4 separate regions of the Mus musculus genome follow, and regions 1, 2 and 4 are each linked to region 3. Evidence: chromatin contacts called from public Hi-C, HiCAR-type and HiChIP or PLAC-seq data. All regions are on one chromosome and are shown on one strand. Each heading gives the region's core, a stretch centred on a gene start, on an enhancer-like site or on the middle of the called end of the contact. The rest is flanking DNA. Distances are from core to core; before and after follow the strand shown. Region 1 overlaps Bach2 (BTB and CNC homology, basic leucine zipper transcription factor 2). Region 2 has its middle 82 kb from the start of Bach2. Region 3 has its middle 91 kb from the start of Map3k7. Region 4 overlaps Bach2 (BTB and CNC homology, basic leucine zipper transcription factor 2).

Region 1 (2,700 bases), core at 41-2,540, 450 kb after region 3:
TTTTTTAAAATGCTAAAGCACAGGGTGCCTTCTGCCTTCAGCCTTCGTGAGCCTGTAGAGGAAGAGGATGTTTTGTGGGACACAGTAAGAAAGGCAAAGCACCCACCCCTGAGCACAGAGCCAGCCCTTCCAGCTCCCCTGTTCACCAGCACTCACCTGAAAAAACATAAAGGGGAGCCATTGGACAGAGCACAGTCTGGACCTCTGTGTGTGAAGGCTCAAGCAGTCAACCTCCTTGGACTATTTCCTCAAACATTTACCCATTCATTAAACAAACATTCATCCAGGCCCTACCATGCACCAGGAAGGACCATTCTAGGATCTGGGTGATTGTCACTTATAATCCAGTAGGTAGGAAACTGCAGGGAAAGTGAAAGAGAGGAGAGAGCCATGGAATGTCCCGTCACGGATACTGAGATCTTAAACAGGAAAGTCAAGAAAGGCCTGTGGCAAGGGTGACTTCAGATGACACATAGGCAGAAGGTGAAGGATCAGCCATGTTGGCAGCTGGAAAGTCAGTGGGTGAGCGAGGAAGTGGGGCAGAGGAGTAACAGAGAAGGGTCCAGTGACTGCAAGTCCCAAATGCCTGACACGGTACCAAAGGAAGGGTGGCATGGAGCCACATTCATTCTGTCAGAGAGGTGATAAAGCCAGACTGTGACCCTACTAAACACTTGGCCTTTGCACAGAATAAACAGAGAAGCCACTGAAGAGTTTCACAAGAGGTTATTCTGATGTCTGTGTCGTGTACATGTACATAGATGAAGGCCCAAGGGAGCACCAGAGTAGAGATAGACCCTGGTGTAGTTAAGACATAGCATGAGGATCCTGGCAGTGGTACAGACGTACGTGAGTGCCAGATTCTCCAAAAACAGTAAAAGAATAGTGTTACCATTAGCTGAGATCAGTTGAGTGAGTAAGATTGTAGGTGAGGAGGGTTGGTCAGGACTGGGGAGTCCTGTGTGTGTATGTATGAAGTTTGAGGTGCCTGTTGGCATCCAAGTAGAAGCGTTTATTGTCAGGTTTTATATGCCCATTAAATCCATGGGCAAAATCTAACCCAGAGTTAGGAATTGGAACATGGGAGGATTGAAGGCCATTCAACAAGTAGATGTGGATGCTGCCTGTGACTTCATTGAGCACTTGGCAGGCAGATGCAGTTGAAGCGGAAAACAGACCCACCTGTGTTCCACAGGAAAGAATGCCTCGTTTCAGCTGACTGTAAGGCTGCACTAATTAAAGCAAGCAGAGAACTGGGCCAGGAGCTGGAGGGAAATAGCTTATCTGTCAGATAGGGAAAGACTCCAGCACGCTTGCACACCATGGCCAACAATGCCAAAGTTTGCCACACCCACTTTCCCTTCCCTTCCTGGACACACAAAGAAAAGCTACACTCATAACCAAGTAGGCCGTGTGGCTGAGTGCAGCCAGTGGCGTGATGATGGACTAATTTGTCACTTCTACTCTGAGGCTGCTAAAAGTAGGTCCGGATCCTTTTTCCCATCAATGAAGGTGTCCAAGAACTTAGAGAAGCTGAAGCCTGAATCCCTGAGTCACGTTGGAGGACAACCATCTGGCTCAAAACACTACTTTTATTTTTACAATTTCATATGTATATACCATGTATTCTAATCATATTCAGCCTCCATGAGCCTCTTCTCATCCCTCTTCTTTGCCCCTCTGAGCATAAGATGCTACCCACTCCACCCCACCAGCAATCATTAACAGTCATTGTCCCCTCAGGAAGAGCAGGGCCTCATGAAACCCCTCATGAGGAAGGGTTGGAGGACCCACCCTTGTGCGGATCTCCATCGGCCGTGTCGTACCTGGACGGCAAAGATGCTCCCTCATCACCTGACACTTATATTCTTTCTGCTCCCTCTTCTCCTGTATTCCTTGAGCCTTGAGGGGTTGGGTTAGGTGTCCCAGGTAAAGCTATGCACTCATTCGTCACTCACACCCAGCACTGTGACCAGATGCAAGGACTGTATTCGTAGGTGCCTTCTGCAAACAGGAACCTCTCTATTTCATCAGATCACATTCTGACAGGAGTGCTGAGCCGTTCAAACGGAGTGAGGTAGAGCAGACCTGCAAGATCACTTGAACCCAGCTAGGCAATAGTAAGGCCTCCATCTCAAAAAGAAAAGGAAGAAAAAAAGAAAAAAAAAATCTTTGATTTGTAACTACAGTAGAGCTAAGCAACCCCAATATTCAAGCTAATGGAAAATTTCCAGAAGAAGAAACATTGATTGATTATGCAGGAAACAAAACGGATGTCCCTGGGTACCCAGGAGAGGATGGAATCTACTGACCAAGGAGCAGACTCAGCTCTGCCAAGTATAGCCTTCTCTGAGTGGTGGGGCAGACCTGCATGATTGCTCTGTGAGTCTAACCCTGTGTTACAGGTTTCTGGTCCTTGACATTTCCTAGGTTCATGCTGGAGTGAGAGAAAACTAGTGTGGCTGGCCAGGAATTGAGGGGAGATGCTTGGGCTGGGAAGCAGGAAAAGATCTTGGAAATGGGAGGCAAAGCCTATCAGGAAAGGAGCTGCAGAAAAGGCAACAGAGCAAGTGTGGGGCTCAATTTTGTCAGCACCCCTAATTCTAAGATGTCTTGCATGTTCAAAGGAGCAGAGCAAAGGAGCCTAGAGGACAGTGGTGACACAATGGGGACACAGTAACCCAGAACACAGGCATAGCA
Region 2 (2,700 bases), core at 173-2,672, 280 kb after region 3:
TATTTATTTCTGCTGAAAACAGAGAGAGAGAGAGAGAGAGAGAGAGAGAGAGAGAGAGATCCCCCCTCACCTCACTTTCGAAAGTTTCTGTAGACCAGGCTAGCCTTGAAGGCGCAGAGATAAGCCTGTCTCTGCCTCCTGAGTGTTGGGATTAAAGGTCTGCCCCACCATGTCTGCTCATTACTAACTTTTTAGAGTTAAAAAAAACTCTAAAAATATTACTAACAATATTCTTAGATTCTGCTTATTAGAATAAGTTTATAAATCACCAGGGTCTGTTTTGATTGTACTTAAGTATACAATATGGCGAGTCTTTTTTTTTTACCATGTGTATTTACATATGTACTTGTAATAGACACAAATGAATCAATGCCTAGGTACCAATTCCTTAACACCCTCAAAATTTGAATCACAGGGAAACGTACAGGAAATGTCATCTGAAACTGAAACTATCATGTTAACATAAAATGGCTGAAATAGCTATGTATAAAAATCCCAGAAGTTAGGGACCCATTCTTAGATAAACCCGTGTGTAGAGAAATAAAAGCACAGGTAGATAACACGACATTTTAGATGTTGATAATGTCAGATACAATCAGTTGGCTTCTGGTGTGTGTGACAGCCCTCAAAAGGAGCTGGGGGCAGGTACTGTAAATTTTTAGGTTGTCCCTGATGATTGCAGACCGACTGTCATATGCGTTGCCAATATATCATTAGTTGTATATCATTAGGCTTAATGATGATAACCTATGACCTCTGGCCTTCATGGTCAGCATCTTCTGAGCTGATGTTGTCTAGACCACTGACATCAGCCAGGAGCCTCCTTGCACCTCCCAGCAAATCCTCTACCTCCACCCCAGTTTACAGCACCCCAAAGTTTGCTGCCAGAATTAAGTGTAATGTTGCCCAGATAGACCCTGAACCAACTGTAGTAAGTAGGTGTTCAGTAAATGGCTTAATTTACAGAAGACAATTGAGGACAGCGTTCTGTCCCTCTGGGAGAGTATATTTCTTAGTACAAATTGGTCGGCAACAGTTTAACTTTACCTGTCAGTCTGGCATCTATGAGTTTGGTCAAAATGACCCCTATCTGTATGAACTCATATGAATGACTCTATGTGTGTGAGGCTGAACTCCCAGGTTGGGGTTGTCCTGCCTCCCGCAGAACAGCCTGCTGGGAGCCCTCGGCCAGTTTTGCTGTTTTCTTCCAGCTGCTCTCAGCCCTTGTTATACTTTGGGTGAAAATGTTTTATTTCCTTTTTTGACCAAATAACAGAGAACAGGGGTGTGTGCGGGTGTGTGCGCATGTGTGTGCAGGTTCACGCGTGTGCCACGGCGCCATGGCAAACAGGATAGACCGGAACCCCACTCATGTATCCCTCAGATGCTGTTGACCCGATCTATTTTCACTGTGACAGATTCTTCCTGTCAGAACAGAAGGTGCTTTCCACAGACAGACTCTATTGTCGGTACATTTGCCTCTTAAGTTTCTCTGTGTCTCTCAGGTGGCCACACCCAAGCCTTCAGACGGCGGTGCTCACCACGGACTTGAGCTGTTATTTAAGGGGACCTTAGCTCTCCTCCAATTGTGTTTTTTTTTCCCTCCAGAAGGATTAATGATTTTTGTTTGTTTGTTTGTTTACAGGACCATGTTCTTAATGTAGAGGAAGGCCAGCTATATGTATGAAACAGACTCAAGTTAAAAACAATGTAATTGTACCTATTGCTTTGATTTCACACTTAGTAACCACGCCCACCCCATGCCCCTTCAGTCAGCTGGTCCTTAACGGGGACAGTGTGTATCTGAGAACTCCATCCCAGCTCTAACACCAAAGTCTCTAGACGTTCCCTTAACCCAGCCTCCCTAAAGTACTAATAGAGACACCGTGTACATTGAGCACTTAACCCTTGAACCTTGTAAGTGAGAGCACTTGATAAGGTCGCCACTGCAGCAGGTATTAGCCACTGCCGTAGGAATGGACAGAGAACTTGGCTAGGTCATGACTCTAAAAATCTAGCTTCTATGTTTCATAATGAGCAAACTGGGACTGCACATTTGCCCTCCTGCCTGTTTTGTGACACCTTACAAGGGACTATTAATTTCTGTCATTCTTGCTATCTCTTAAGTTTCTAGTAAGAACACTGCCTCTAAATAGTAATTTCTAACCTTTTATGAGCATTATGGTAAAATCAAGCAAAAGCTGCAAAGTATATTTGAGAGTAAGTTCAGAAGTTAGAGTAGATGTTCTCTCGGAGGATCACTAAGACTTGGAGCACCTGGAGAAGGCTGCAGACGGAAGCCCTGGATGGTTATAGCTCCAGAGCTACATGTATGCTGGAGCTGAGCTCAGTTTGTGTCTACTTTACTTTCTATTCTAGGGGCTGGGGCAGCCAGGAGTGCAGTGATAAATAAAGCTGTTAGCTAATGTGTCAGCACGGAGGTGGGTGGGGTAGCCCTCTTCCTTTCTGCTTTAAATACAGCAGGGGAGCAATTTCTCAGGATATTTTTTTGCCAAAAAGAAAAAGAAAAGAAAAGCCATTACTATAGTGTTATTTTAAGGGTGGAGGGAAAGCTGCGTCACACAGGAATTTTCAAAGTTGGTTACCGGAGTGACAAAGAACCGAGTGTATTGATGAAGTTGTCATAATGTAATGTCCTGTCTGCAGTTTTTAAATTGAGCCCAACAGTACACAGAATCT
Region 3 (2,700 bases), core at 147-2,646:
ATTCAAGAGAACGAGCCCGCATCTAAAATCCAGAGAGCCTCCGCAGATAAGGAATATTTCCCTGAAATCAAGTGAAGGATTTTTTTCTTTAATTCATTTTTTTTACAGTCCATGTTTTATTCACCCTTCATCCCCCCTCCGACTGTTTCATATCCCACACCTCCTCCCCACTCCCATGTCTCCACATGAATGTCCCCATCCCCCACCCCACCTGACGTCTAAACTACAGTCTCTTGATGGTTAGGTGCATCATCTCTGAATGAACACAGACCCGGAAGTCCTCTGCTGTATGTGTGTTGAGGGCCTCATATTAGTAGGTGTATGCTGCCTGGCTGGTGGTTCAGTATCTGAGAGATCTCAGGGGTCCAGATTAATTGAGACTGCTAGTCTTCTTACAGGATCACCATTCTCCTACGCTTCTTTCAGCCTTCCCTAATTCAACAACAGGGGTCAGCAGCAACCCATTGGTTGGGTGCAAATATCTGCATCTGACTCTTTCAGCTGCTTGCTGGGTCTTTCAGAGGGCAGTCATGATAGGTCCCTTTTTATGAGCGCTCCACAGCCTCAGTAATAGTGTCAGGCCTTGGGATCTCCCCTTGAGCTGGATCCCACTTTGGGCCTGTCACTGGACCTTCTTTTCCTCAGGCTCCTCTCCATTTCCATCCCTGTAATTCTTTCAGACAGGAACAATTATGGGTCAGAGATGTGACTGTGGAATGGCAACCCCATCTTTCACTTGATGTCCTGTCTTCCTGCTGGAGGGGGGGCTCTATAAGTTTCCTCTCCCTACTGTCAGGCATTTCATCTAAGGTCCCTCCCTTTGAGTGCTGGGAGTCTCTCACTTCCCAGGTCTCTGGTATATTCTGGGGGGTCCCCCTAACCTCCTATTTCCTGAGGTTGCCTGTTTCCATTCTTTCTGCTAGCCCTCAGGACTCAAATGAGGGATTTTTAAACGTGATAGCAGGAGTTAAAAGGGAAGCAAGGGACATGCATTTACAAGTAAGTCAGAGACCAGAGGGCTGAGGACACAAAGATGTTACCTGGAGATAGTGAGTGGCCTCCTTCACGCTAGGCCAGCACGGAGCTACTGAGGCAACGCCGTTGCTTCTGCGGATTCCCGTGCTCCAAGAGAAACGGGGCTTTTTCCCTTCCCCAAAGACACTCTGCCAACTAGACCCCAACTGGACCGCCGGATGCGTAAACTGCCCCTGTTCTATGATTCTCATACAAATTTGTCAGTGATTTGCAGACACTATGAAGCAAAATTAGAGAATAATCATTAAAAGCTTCCGACAATATGCCTATCCATAAATTCTTCAAGAGGAAGATGAACCACCTTCACATAGCACGGCCCGGGACCTTACCGGCTCCAGCCATGCCTTCTCTAGCCACTAGATGGCAGTACAAGCACAGACTTTCAAAGGCCCTTTATTGACAGGGTAGCGACAGCCAGCGCTACTAATGAGGCTGGCTTTGTTTTTGTTTCTTTTTTGTCTTCCATAACTTCGGGTTTCTGGTGTCTGATTCGATGTTTTGGGCCACTTGGACTTTCCACTGCACTTCCAGCCCCTTCCAGAGGCTTCATCGTTTTGCTGGGGAGATAACACCGTGGAGCCTTCTGGGAAATTGACTATAGGGATTTGAGAAAAAAGCTTGACTTCCGGCACCCTGGATCAGTGGGTTCATTCTACGAGCTCCATCCAGGTCACCAGCATCCAAATCACTTCCCTGTCGGGACCAGATGTTCAAAGGAAAATCCCGATTCAGAAGTAGGGAATTTCCTAGAAGCGATTTTTAAAATGTATGTTTTTGTGTGTATGTACATCACATGTGTGTGCGTGACCATGGATAGCAAAAGAGGTTGCTAGCGTTTCTGGAACTGAAGATACAGGAGGTTTTGAGCAGCAAGGCACGAGTGCTGGGAACTAAATTAGAATCTCTCGGAAAAATGGGATTCCCCGGAAGAATAGCAAGCATTCTTCAGCAATGAGCCATTTCTCTCTCTCTCTAGGAGCAAAAATTTCCCCCAACTGGATCCTAAGAACCTTGTTCCAGAGGAGAACATCTCTGAGGGTAATTGAGCAAGCTACTCTGGGAACGTATGCCCCAAGCAGAGTTATAATTATTAGTATTATAAGTATTAGTACGTACTACATAAACAGTAAGTGCTGTGCCGAACTCTCTATGAAGATTACCTCATTCACTCAATAACAACTAGCGCTTGTTCCAAGCACTTGAATTTTAAACCGAGTCTGCCTGAGTGAAAACTGTTGTTGTCTCAATGCATACATATATAAAACACAGGACCCTGTGACAGAATCCTGTCCCTTGTGCCTACCGATCCTAAGTTCTAGTTCAGAATGCTTTGATGAAGTCCAAATGCAGGTATGCCTAGCCACGTCCACCAAACAGGAGTCTTCTATAAGTTCCAGTCCAGGGGACACTGGGTCAGATGGGGCCAGCCTGAAGACCAAGGAATTCAGTAATGGTTGGGCTCTGATCCCAAGTGAAGGTGTGTGTGTGCTCAGGGTGGGGTTGGGGTGGGGGTGGACGGGGTACTGTGCTCCAGATAAAGAGAAAGGGCTGGGAAAATCTGATCTCTGCACTCAGTTCTGACAACTCTGGTTCTCATCAGGGGAGTGGCCCTCCTCCTCAGTGCCTCTGGGTTGAGCCCTGCTTGCTTAGATCCTAGAATCCTTT
Region 4 (2,700 bases), core at 24-2,523, 410 kb after region 3:
GAGCCTCTCCCTGGGGTTTCCCGTTCACCAAAGCCACCCCGGGCCATCTGGTCACTTACTTGGAACTTCTCAGAGCCATCATTAACTCTATTCCTTTACTTCCTCCACCTACTCATTAGCACATCTTACCAGTCGCACTTTCTAAGCACTTGTGGAACCCGGCCACTTTGCCATCTTTTTTGCTGTTTCCTCCCTCTTCTGATCCATCAGCTAGACCGTTTGCTAATACTACCCAGGAGCTTCCACCATGCCTCCCTGCCAGCCCATTCCACTTAAACATCAAAGTGATCATTTTGAAGCATAAATGAAATCCTATACAACTCACCCACTATTGTTATACATAGACTTCAGACTACTCGCAAACCTCCACGTACCCTGCCAGCGCTTCACCTTTGTAACCCTCTCTGTCCATGACCTCCAGCCACTCTGGAAGGTTAGCATAGTGTCAAGCCTGCTCATTCTATAAAGTTGTTGAACAAGCCACTTATTTTGCTCTCTGAAATCTACATGGTCTGCTCACTCGAGTCACACAGAATCTGCTCAAGGGACTTACTGTGACCAAGATGCCAAATGCAAGACCCCATCCCGAGTTCATCCACTCTCTTGTCATGCCTACACTTTTCTCTCTATCACATTCTGCTGGGAAACTGTCTGTATATTGATGTTTCTCCTGAGGGTAAGTGCTCCCTGAGACATGTTCCCTCGCTTTGTTCCTGCTGCATGCCCAGGTACCTAGAGGAAAGTATGACATAAGACATGGAATGTTGGAGACAGCCAGTATTCACTGAATGCCCATCTTTGTTGTAGGTGTTCTGATACAGTAAAAGAAACCAGAAGGAAAATGGGATTCTGCCCTAGGGAACTCACCCCTTGGGTGGCAGAGACAGACAAGTACGCATCTCTGTGGTTCTGTGGCTGGGTAGTGTAGCTCCAGCTTGAAACCCCCAACTGTGCCCGCAGGAATCGGAAAGGTAGCCAGAAAGAGCTGACATTTGAGATTATTCCTGACAGATGAGCAAGTGTTTTCAAGGTAGAGGAGAGTGGGAAGGACACTTCAGGTGTGGAAGTGGCAGGTGCAGCAGCGTGGCACTGGGATAGATAACATTCAATGGACCGCGAATGTGACCAGCTTATGAGAGAGCTCAAAGATGTGAGTGCTTGAGTCAGCTACCAGAAAGCAACAACTTAGTTTATTCTTGGCGCTGAACGTGCTCCTTGGAATTTTCCCTTTTAGTAAGCAGTGCCCGTTCAGATGATTACTCATGCCGCAGTTCTCAGAGTCATCCTTGTATTTTCATTCTCTTACACTCCACGTCTAGTCTGCCAGCTACACACCATCAGCCCTGCCTTCCAAATAGGTGCCACGCCCAGCCTCTGCTCGCCAAGCTTATATGAATGTCTGACCCCAAGCTGCACCGTAGCTAACACTTCCAGGCAAGCCTCCCTGCTTCTCTTATGACCTTCATGGCCCCATTCCAGTCAAAAGCCAGCACTGTCATTGTCAACTGCTCTTAACTTAAAACTGGAGGAGCAACGGGCATGGATCAACTACGTGGGTGCCTAGAAAAGAGTCTGTGTGTGTGTTGGGGGTGCACTTGAGAGAGAGACAAAAAGAGAGACTCTGCATATCAAAGTCTGTGTCTTGTATATCTATATGTCTTCTTCCTTCCCCTCCCCTCCTTCCATTTCTTCTCCTTCTCCTCCCCCTCCTCTTCAACCCTCTCCCACACCACCATTCTCCTCCTCACCTTCCTCCTCTTCACCTTCTCACCCTTACCATACTTCTCATCTTCCTCCTCCCCCTCCACCTCTTCCTCCCCCTCCCCCTTCCCCTTCTTCTCCCCCCTTTCCTCCTTACCATCCTCCCTCTCACCCTCCTCCTCCTGGCTCTCCTACTCCTCCTCACCGTCCTCCTCTTCACACTCCTTCCCCCTCCCCTCCCCTCACCCTCCTCCTCACCCTCCTCCTCCTCCTGTCTCATCCCCCTTCCCCATCCCCTTTCCTTCCTTCCCCTCCTCCCACTTTCCCTTACTCTCCCCACTGGCCACCATCAGATAGGAATCCTTGTTTCACTTCCAACACGTGTCCACTGGCCGTGATGTCACACCTCACACAGAGACAATGGAGCTAAGTGATTGTAGACTGAATCTCTTGAAAATGTCAGCCAAAATATATCTTCCCTCCTTTGGGTTGTTTTATCTTAAGTATTTTCTTCACAGTGACAGAGATACAACTAATATTATAAATGCAAAGAGCATGTGGTTTTTAAAAAAAAAAATCAAAATAAGCAGAAAAGTTTAGCTTACTTGATCAATAAAAATCAGGGAAGTGCATTTTGATATATAATGTGGTTGCTTAAAAGGAATCATGAAGTCCATTTCACTCAGATTTCTATAAATAAAATTTTAAAACATAATGAAATACATTCTTTTATGAGAATATGTAATTCAGCCCTCTGAAGTTTAAAGAGAAAGTCTATAAGATTGACCACTGTGGGAAAACATGGTTTGTTCTTTTTCTCACCTCCGAGACAAAAAGCCTCATAGAGGCAGCTTACAGGAATAAGAGTTGTGTCAGCTTGTGGCTTCTGAGGACACTGGTCCGTCACAGTGGGAGCCTTGGAGGATGGGAAGTTGCCACTGCCAGTGTGGGACACGCACGCTTCTGTCTGTAGCAGGAGTTGAAGCACAGCTTATCCAC

The links. A called contact is a pair of places that touch in the nucleus more often than the background predicts. HiCAR-type assays count read pairs that join an accessible place to other places. HiChIP or PLAC-seq counts read pairs in DNA pulled down with a chosen protein or histone mark.
Region 1: an H3K27ac HiChIP or PLAC-seq map of oligodendrocyte precursor cells shows a contact between it and region 3, with 6 times the contacts expected there. The contact joins two enhancer-like sites. A contact is called at or near these places in 1 of 15 datasets of contacts at CTCF or cohesin (large pre-B cells), 1 of 484 Hi-C or Micro-C datasets (bone marrow-derived macrophages) and 19 of 115 datasets of contacts at active chromatin or transcription factors (the 230-238 cell line, astrocytes, bone marrow-derived macrophages and 14 more).
Region 2: a contact with region 3 is called in a HiCAR-type map of Th17 cells, with 4 times the contacts expected there. The contact joins two enhancer-like sites. A contact is called at or near these places in 1 of 15 datasets of contacts at CTCF or cohesin (large pre-B cells), 6 of 484 Hi-C or Micro-C datasets (CD4 T cells, the G1E-ER4 cell line, Sertoli cells and 2 more) and 9 of 115 datasets of contacts at active chromatin or transcription factors (Th17 cells, effector CD8 T cells, embryonic limb bud and 6 more).
Region 4: a Hi-C map of embryonic fibroblasts shows a contact between it and region 3, with 3 times the contacts expected there. The contact joins two enhancer-like sites. A contact is called at or near these places in 2 of 15 datasets of contacts at CTCF or cohesin (large pre-B cells and pro-B cells), 5 of 484 Hi-C or Micro-C datasets (CD8 T cells, bone marrow-derived macrophages, cortical neurons and 2 more) and 7 of 115 datasets of contacts at active chromatin or transcription factors (differentiating embryonic stem cells, embryonic basal ganglia, embryonic forebrain and 4 more).

Annotation. Positions count from the first base shown.
Region 1 is chr4:32,505,926-32,508,625 of GRCm38.p6, forward strand. All of the region lies in intron 2 of Bach2 (BTB and CNC homology, basic leucine zipper transcription factor 2), which reads left to right. Among named protein-coding and RNA genes, the nearest start is that of Bach2os, 64 kb to the right of the region's middle. Within about 2 kb of position 1,291, at least 46 of the 459 cell types and tissues checked have an H3K27ac peak or open chromatin away from gene starts, as enhancers often do. A contact at or near this core is called in forebrain and oligodendrocyte precursor cells, where this site is marked.
Region 2 is chr4:32,334,444-32,337,143 of GRCm38.p6, forward strand. It overlaps a transcript of Bach2 not described here. Among named protein-coding and RNA genes, the nearest start is that of Bach2, 82 kb to the right of the region's middle. Within about 2 kb of position 1,423, at least 46 of the 459 cell types and tissues checked have an H3K27ac peak or open chromatin away from gene starts, as enhancers often do. A contact at or near this core is called in Th1 cells, Th17 cells and memory CD8 T cells, where this site is marked.
Region 3 is chr4:32,053,920-32,056,619 of GRCm38.p6, forward strand. No RefSeq gene overlaps it. Among named protein-coding and RNA genes, the nearest start is that of Map3k7, 91 kb to the left of the region's middle. Within about 2 kb of position 1,397, at least 122 of the 459 cell types and tissues checked have an H3K27ac peak or open chromatin away from gene starts, as enhancers often do. A contact at or near this core is called in Th1 cells, Th17 cells, embryonic fibroblasts and 3 more, where this site is marked.
Region 4 is chr4:32,464,913-32,467,612 of GRCm38.p6, forward strand. All of the region lies in intron 1 of Bach2 (BTB and CNC homology, basic leucine zipper transcription factor 2), which reads left to right. Among named protein-coding and RNA genes, the nearest start is that of Bach2, 49 kb to the left of the region's middle. Within about 2 kb of position 1,274, at least 38 of the 459 cell types and tissues checked have an H3K27ac peak or open chromatin away from gene starts, as enhancers often do. A contact at or near this core is called in embryonic fibroblasts, where this site is marked.